2 separate regions of the Drosophila melanogaster genome follow, and region 1 is linked to region 2. A link is a contact called in public Hi-C data. All regions are on one chromosome and are shown on one strand. The core of a region is the stretch at or near the end of the contact, and the rest is flanking DNA. Distances in the headings are between cores, read along the strand shown.

Region 1 (3,338 bases), core at 128-2,627, 74 kb after region 2:
CAAGGACTGCGACACTTGCATCAAGCTAGACGAAAAGTTCATAAAGGGCTACATCCGCAAGGGCAAAATTCTACAGGGCATGCAGCAACAATCTAAGGCGCAAGCCGCTTACCAAAAGGCCCTGGAACTGGACCCCAACAACGCGGAGGCCATTGAAGGCTACCGTCAGTGTTCGATGAACTTCCAGCGCAATCCGCAGGAGGTCCTCAAAAACGCAATGTCCGACCCGGAGATTCAACAGATCTTAAAGGATCCGGCTATGCGTATGATCCTCGAGCAGATGCAAAGCGATCCCAATGCGGTCAAAGAGTAAGTACCCGTTTGGCTTTATTCGTTCGCTTTTTTGGGTTTCATTGGTAAAATCTAGAAATTAATAGCCCATTTGAAGTTAACAAGCAGACTTACGTTTCTTTGGTCTTATATATTATTAACAACCTGTATACTATATTTTAATTAACAACCTCTATATTTCAGACACTTGCAGAATCCTGCCATCGCCGATAAGATAATGAAACTGCTGGAGTCGGGCATCATTCAGATTCACTAGGCACTCCAGATCCACAAACGAACATCCTCATACAATCACTAACTCACACACAAACCCCATTGATAAACATTCAGGAGAGAACCATTACGCATTATTATGGCGTCTCTAAGCTGGTTAACCAATATATCGTTTTTGATGAAACGGGCCACAATTAATGCTAAACGTAATTACCTAAGAAATCACATCGCCTATTCGCAGAACGACGATAACTACCATTAACAGAAATTTAAACTAAAAGGAGAAAACAAAATCATTGATAAATGTCTGCCTAATTGATTTACGCAGACGGGTGGAGTAGGCTCCAAACGTCATGGTCCTTATTTTCTTACTACAATAAATATGCTGTAGCTTAGCTCTAAAATAAGTTTCTGTTTGTACAATAAACGAGTCACGGAAGGGTAAGCTATGATTTTGAATTTGGCGCCCAAGGGCTACAAGATGGGTAACTTACGGCTTAGCAGTCGTTCTCTAACGTTTTTCCAGGGCTGCCAAATTATTTAGAATATATTTTATATTTATACAAAGAATGATTTGCGCCAATCGCCTTTTAAATAAGAAATTTAAATGTTATTATAATGCAAAATCGCATATTTTCGGAAAAAAGCATAGACTGCAAATCTTTATTTTGAAAAAATATAATTTCGAATGAATTAAGTTGTGAAATTAAAATGATTAAAAGCAACAACCTGGCCAACCTTTTTGTAATTATAATGTGTGAAATATTTTGTATTCTTGGGCAGCCCTGTTTCCCGCGCTTACGTTATTATATCCAACCGATACGTAGTTTCGTCTTGCTCAACACTGCAAGCCGCCAGTGCTACAAAGGCCCTGCAGCTCACTCGCAGCAAGTGGCATGGCAACAACAGCGCTGTTCAACACCGCACGATTTCTACCCGAAAATAATGGTGTGCTGATATATTGTGATTAAACCCCAATTTCTGTCGTCCAAAAGCTCCGCACGGGAATGTTTTGATCCAGCTACAACTGAAACAATTGCACGCCAATTAAAAGAACCAATGAGTGGGTAAAACCACGAAAATAAGAATCAAAAGCGAACCATTTTTTTTTAAACAGTGTGTCGTAGTGTCCGTCTTATGCGTTTGTGTTGGTGCGTGTGTGCGTGCGGCTGCTAGTGTGAGTGTTCCGTCGAATCGCGAAATCGAGAATATAGAAAGATGTGCTCCATTCGCTGGTGGTGAGCTATAGCTATAGCGATATCGCGAACGGGGGGCGAGTAGTCCGCAGCCCGAAATCCAGATCCAGTTCCAGATCTATATCCATTGATTCTTTCGCCGCTGCAGCATCCGCAGCGCCAGAATTGCGACCCATTGAAAACCCCACAAGACCCACAAAAGTAAGTATTTGCGTTTCGGGGGCGCTTGGCAACAGGCCCGAGTGCGTTGAAGCGAGAGGTCGCTAGCGGGGTGCCTGGGGGCGGGAGCGAGAAGGCTAGATAGAGACCGGGACGCCAGCGATTACATGCCTCGTTTTTACACAGAGTTGTTGTTTTCGCTTCTGGTGGGGCGCAATATTTGGCCAATATTTATTAATGGATTGGGTCCCTCAAATAACGAAATAAAGGCTCATTGCCAAGACTTCGATTTCACTAGAGATTCTCCTTTTTCAGCTGTTTATGTTTCAAATTAGAGTTATTAAATGCCTCAATATAATGTCGTTTTAGGATTGGGACAATCAGATGAGATCACTTTATGTAGATACTCTTAACATTCTGGATAATTTATTAGCTTGAGGAACTGCAATCTATTCATTTGTTTTCATTTTCTAACAGGAATTGCGATTATTAACAGAAAAGGAAATTTTCAATGTAAACCCAATGTTATATTTGTTTTTACACTTGTAAACTAAAATTTAGTTTAAAAAATAGATAAAATTGCATACATATAAGATAGGGAATTTACATGAAATACTTTATCAATATTTTAAATAATTTTTTTAAATTTTAAATTAATTCTTATTGTGCAGTGCAACCCTCCCCGCTCCACTACTCGACGATGCGGCCACAGGCGCCCGGATCGCTGGTCGATCCCAACGAGGACGAGCTACGCATGGCCCCATGGTACTGGGGCCGGATATCGAGGGAGGAAGCCAAGAGCATCCTGCACGGAAAGCCGGACGGCAGCTTTTTGGTGCGGGACGCCCTCTCGATGAAGGGCGAGTACACTCTGACCCTGATGAAGGACGGATGCGAGAAGCTAATAAAGATATGCCACATGGATCGCAAGTACGGCTTTATCGAGACGGACCTGTTCAATTCGGTGGTGGAGATGATCAACTACTACAAGGAGAACTCTCTGAGCATGTACAACAAGACGCTGGACATAACACTGAGTAATCCGATTGTGCGAGCCCGCGAGGATGAGGAGTCGCAGCCGCACGGGGATCTTTGTCTGCTGAGCAACGAATTCATCAGGACCTGCCAGCTGCTTCAGAATCTTGAGCAAAATCTCGAGAATAAGCGCAACTCATTCAATGCGATTCGAGAGGAGCTGCAGGAGAAGAAGCTGCACCAGAGCGTATTCGGGAATACAGAGAAGATATTCCGCAATCAAATCAAGCTCAATGAATCCTTCATGAAGGCGCCAGCGGATGCCCCGTCCACGGAGGCAGGAGGAGCTGGAGATGGAGCTAACGCAGCCGCATCCGCAGCGGCCAATGCCAACGCTCGCCGGAGTCTGCAGGAGCACAAGCAGACACTCCTCAATCTGCTGGATGCTCTTCAGGCCAAGGGTCAAGTCCTTAACCACTACATGGAGAACAAGAAGAAGGAGGA
Region 2 (3,692 bases), core at 39-2,538:
GGAGAGCGACAGAGAGAGCATCGACTTCGGCTTCGCGAGAGTACAATTCAAGGGAGGGCGCGGGCAGAAGCAACCTAGATGCGATTGTGACTGTGAGTGTGCAGTGGATGGACGAGTTGAAGAAGAGCGGCCGCAGCGGGCACATTGTGTCAACTGTGTAATGTAAGCAAAGAAGCGAGACAAGAGCCTGCCGCACACTTACTCGCACCTAAACACAAACCCTGGAGCGGGGAGAGAACAACACACGGCGGAATCGCAGGCAAAAAAAGCTAAGGCAATGAAACAAATGTACCACAGAAACTGTTGACGACACATAGAGAACGGCACGAAAGAGCGAAAGAGCGAGGCAGCCAAATGGGGGAAGATGAACGGGGTAATGACGGACGGACGCAGGACAACGGAAAAAAGGGATAAAATAAAATAATAACAGCAGGCGCAACAACAGCGCAAAGCAAAGAGAAGTAAAACCATGAAATGGTTTAATTCGAAAATCTTTTAGAAATGACGCCTAATACCTTATCGGTATGGAGTTCACCCTCGTCTCCTAATCCATATTTTAAGATATCAATATCAATTAACAATTTTTATCGTATGATTAGAAATTCGCATTGTTTTATTATTTCGACCTTTGGGCTTTACATCGACAGCAACACACTATCCAGACAGGAGACAGGGAGAGAGAGCACGAGGCAGTCAGAAAGCATGAAAGATGGAAGCAGTGCCAAAGTGCGATAAGCACGTAGCCAGAGCAAAAACGAAACGAGATTATTAATCAATCCGCAAGATACAGATGCAGATACCACATGAGTGAGCGAGTCCGTGAGTGGATATTGCACACACCGAAATGCATGCATGAGTGAGCAGGGCGGCTACAATCGCACAATCGATATGCGACAGAGACATATATATATCTTCGACAATGCACTCACTCACACCAACAGAAATCTTGCGCAAGATCACCGAAGAGGGCAGGAGGCCACTCTTCTCTATCCTAAATTGGACTAAACTATATCGAAAAAGGGAAAGAAAGTAAGAAGGGTGATGGCAGGTAGACAAGTCGGATTTAAACTTGACAAGCCGTTCAGCATATCGGTTAGACATATACTTTTTCAAATGGTTTATGAGTGACAGGTGTAAAGTGAAAAATGCGCAGGCGTGGCGGCTGCATCCTTTGAATGCAGTCACTACAGAGAGAGTGAGAGAGCGGCAATGGGATCTAGCAGCGACTGTTACGAGCACACGCACAGTGGAGTGTCCGAGAGCATAAAAGAATATAAAAATTCTTCAACAAAAAAATATTACTCAAAAAGTCAGCATGGCAAAAACAACTTTTCCCTTTCAAAATTTTATGTATTTACACATCAGAAAAGTTTCGATTCGCTCCACTGTGCACACTTAAGTGGCAGCGAAATGCTAATAAAATAATAAATCGAATGGCAGCACCAACAACAACGTCACTAAAAAAGAGCAACGACAGCGGTCAGCAACAAAAGCAAAAGCTTCCAAGCAAGTCGAAGGTGGGACCGAAGATGGAAACAAAAAGAATGGCAACCCGCACCAGTCGAATCACACGCACAGGAGGATAGCCATCAACTTCTCTATGTTAGGTGTTTCAAATGCACGTTACGTTGCAACTTCAAAAACGAATCAACAGAATAAAGCAAAAAGTAGGTTTAAGCAAAAGCAGCAGCGCAGCGTGCAATGGGACGGCCGCCCCGGAGGTCTGGGGGAGCAAAGGAATTCCCATTCCCAGTCCAAATGAGCACAATTAGGCGTCTTTATCGAATTCTCGCGGTATGCGAAAGAAGAGAACAGGAAACCATAAGAGGAACAGGTCACCATTATCCCCGTCTCCTTTTTGCGCTCAATAATTCAGTTCGTGAGAGCAGTAGCCGAAACAGTGGTGTCAGAAGCAGAAGCAGCACCAACCACCCCCCAGACATTTGGGTGGGCGCATACGAAAGGAAAAAATTATACATTGGATAAATCCAGAAAATGTAAAATTACAAACACACATTGCAGACATCTAGGGAGCGGGACAGAGATAGAGAGTGAGGCACTCTCGCATGGAAAACTAATACATACAGCGAGGCGGCGGCAGCGTAAGTACAGCCAACGCAGCTAGGCAGCACCACCACCCGATGATATCGAATGGCCAACAACAACTACAGCAATAAAACCAAGTCGTCCACCAACGCTACTGCTCACGTCGCGGCAGCCGCAGCAACCATCGTCACCAAAGAACTCCAGTTCGTCGATACAACAACATCGGCAACGGCAGCAACAACCACTTGGCTTTGCTCTTCTTGCTGCCGCCGTTTCTTCCGGCCCCCCGACATTACCGGATTGTTTCGCTCCTTTTACTTCTGTTATTGTTGTTGTTGTATGTTTGATTGATGGTGCGCTGCCTTTACCGCTGCCTCTCTGCCTTTTGATAATGGCAACGTCGCCCATTCAGCGATGACCAGTTGTAGGGGGAATTTCCCGAATTAGGCCTTCTAAAATTTCTACATTTCTATAGCCATGGCATATATAATCAGATGTATTGGAGCGCAGTATCGCTTTAGTATCGGCACCCTTATTCAAATCGATTCCGGACTACTCGGATATTTATAAATATGTGAATATGAAATATTAAAAAATCGTTCTCATTTGGCTTGCAATTGGCGCATCTCTAGCCCGCCAACACAGTGGGATTGCTGCGCATCGAAAAGGGCAGCTTGTACAATTGACTTCGCTGTTTTGCCTTTTCCCATATGTCGCCCCATGCCTTGTGACCAACACGTTGCTGGTTCCACTGTTTTGCGGTGTATCTGCTTTTGCTGCCACATCAAGGGGCAGCAAAAGGCGAAGCGGAGGCAAGGAATCGAAAGCAACGGTTTTGCACTAGACAGTGGATTTGAGAAGGAGTTCGGTGTGTTGCTGTTTTTGTTTCTGCCGCCGGGTGTGCAAAGTGGTTTGACATTTCCTCCGTTTTGGCCGTTCATTCGCATGCCCATTCCCATTCGCGAGATGAGATAAAATGCGATGAGAAAAGAGGACGGGGAATCCAACGAGAGGACCATCTGAACATCGTGTGCACCGCATTCGGGTTCAAATTGGAGTGTATGTATTTCTTTTATTTTGCATAAATTAGGCATAAGTGTATGCTGTCGGTTCTCAGCTCTGTCGCTGCCTCCTGTTCGTTTTGTCGTCGCTCGCTTTTGATTCTTCGTTCAGTACGAACGCACACACACACAAAAGGGAGGATACAAAGTCGCAAGGCGAGTTAACAAAATGTTCTCCTCTAAAACTTCAAAACCCCACTGTGGGAATGGGTATTGACTTCGTCCTTTATTTAGGCTGATTCCCTGCATTATTTTCGTGTGCCTTCTACATAAGACCATCGCAAAGTGAGTATGTGGACAAAGGTTAAAATGGGTATCAGAACTACTGCTAGGAACCCATATCGCGAATAGTTTTCTGAATAGTCAAATCGAAAAACCAATTGCTTTACTTATAATAGTATACGACTTTAAACGTCACCCTTTAAACATATGGGTTAGACAAAATGTTAGGTTTTTGTTTATATTATGATAGTTTACGAATACATGCAGGTTAGTAAGGTTAATAGTGTTTTGTGTAGTTGCGTGCTTTTTTGTCAGTGTTTTTTTTTTTTTTTTATTTAGGTATCGGTTCGAAGGAGTTTATTA

The links. Hi-C and Micro-C count contacts between places; a contact is called where the count stands out from the background.
Region 1: a contact with region 2 is called in a Hi-C map of the Kc167 cell line, with 4 times the contacts expected there. The contact joins the promoter of Pi3K21B here to the promoter of lncRNA:CR44222 in region 2.

Annotation. Positions count from the first base shown.
Region 1 is chr2L:296,503-299,840 of dm6, forward strand. Pi3K21B (Pi3K21B,) reads left to right here and starts at 1,378. Exons shown (of 3, transcript NM_001272888.1): 1 at 1,378-1,901; 2 at 2,531-3,338. The coding sequence starts at 2,560. Stip1 (Stress induced phosphoprotein 1) reads left to right here. Exons shown (of 4, transcript NM_058006.4): 3 at 1-309; 4 at 475-947. The coding sequence ends at 547.
Region 2 is chr2L:222,231-225,922 of dm6, forward strand. It overlaps lncRNA:CR44222 (long non-coding RNA:CR44222), which reads left to right and starts at 1,289. Exons shown (of 1, transcript NR_073675.1): 1 at 1,289-2,478. All of the region lies in intron 12 of kis (kismet), which reads right to left.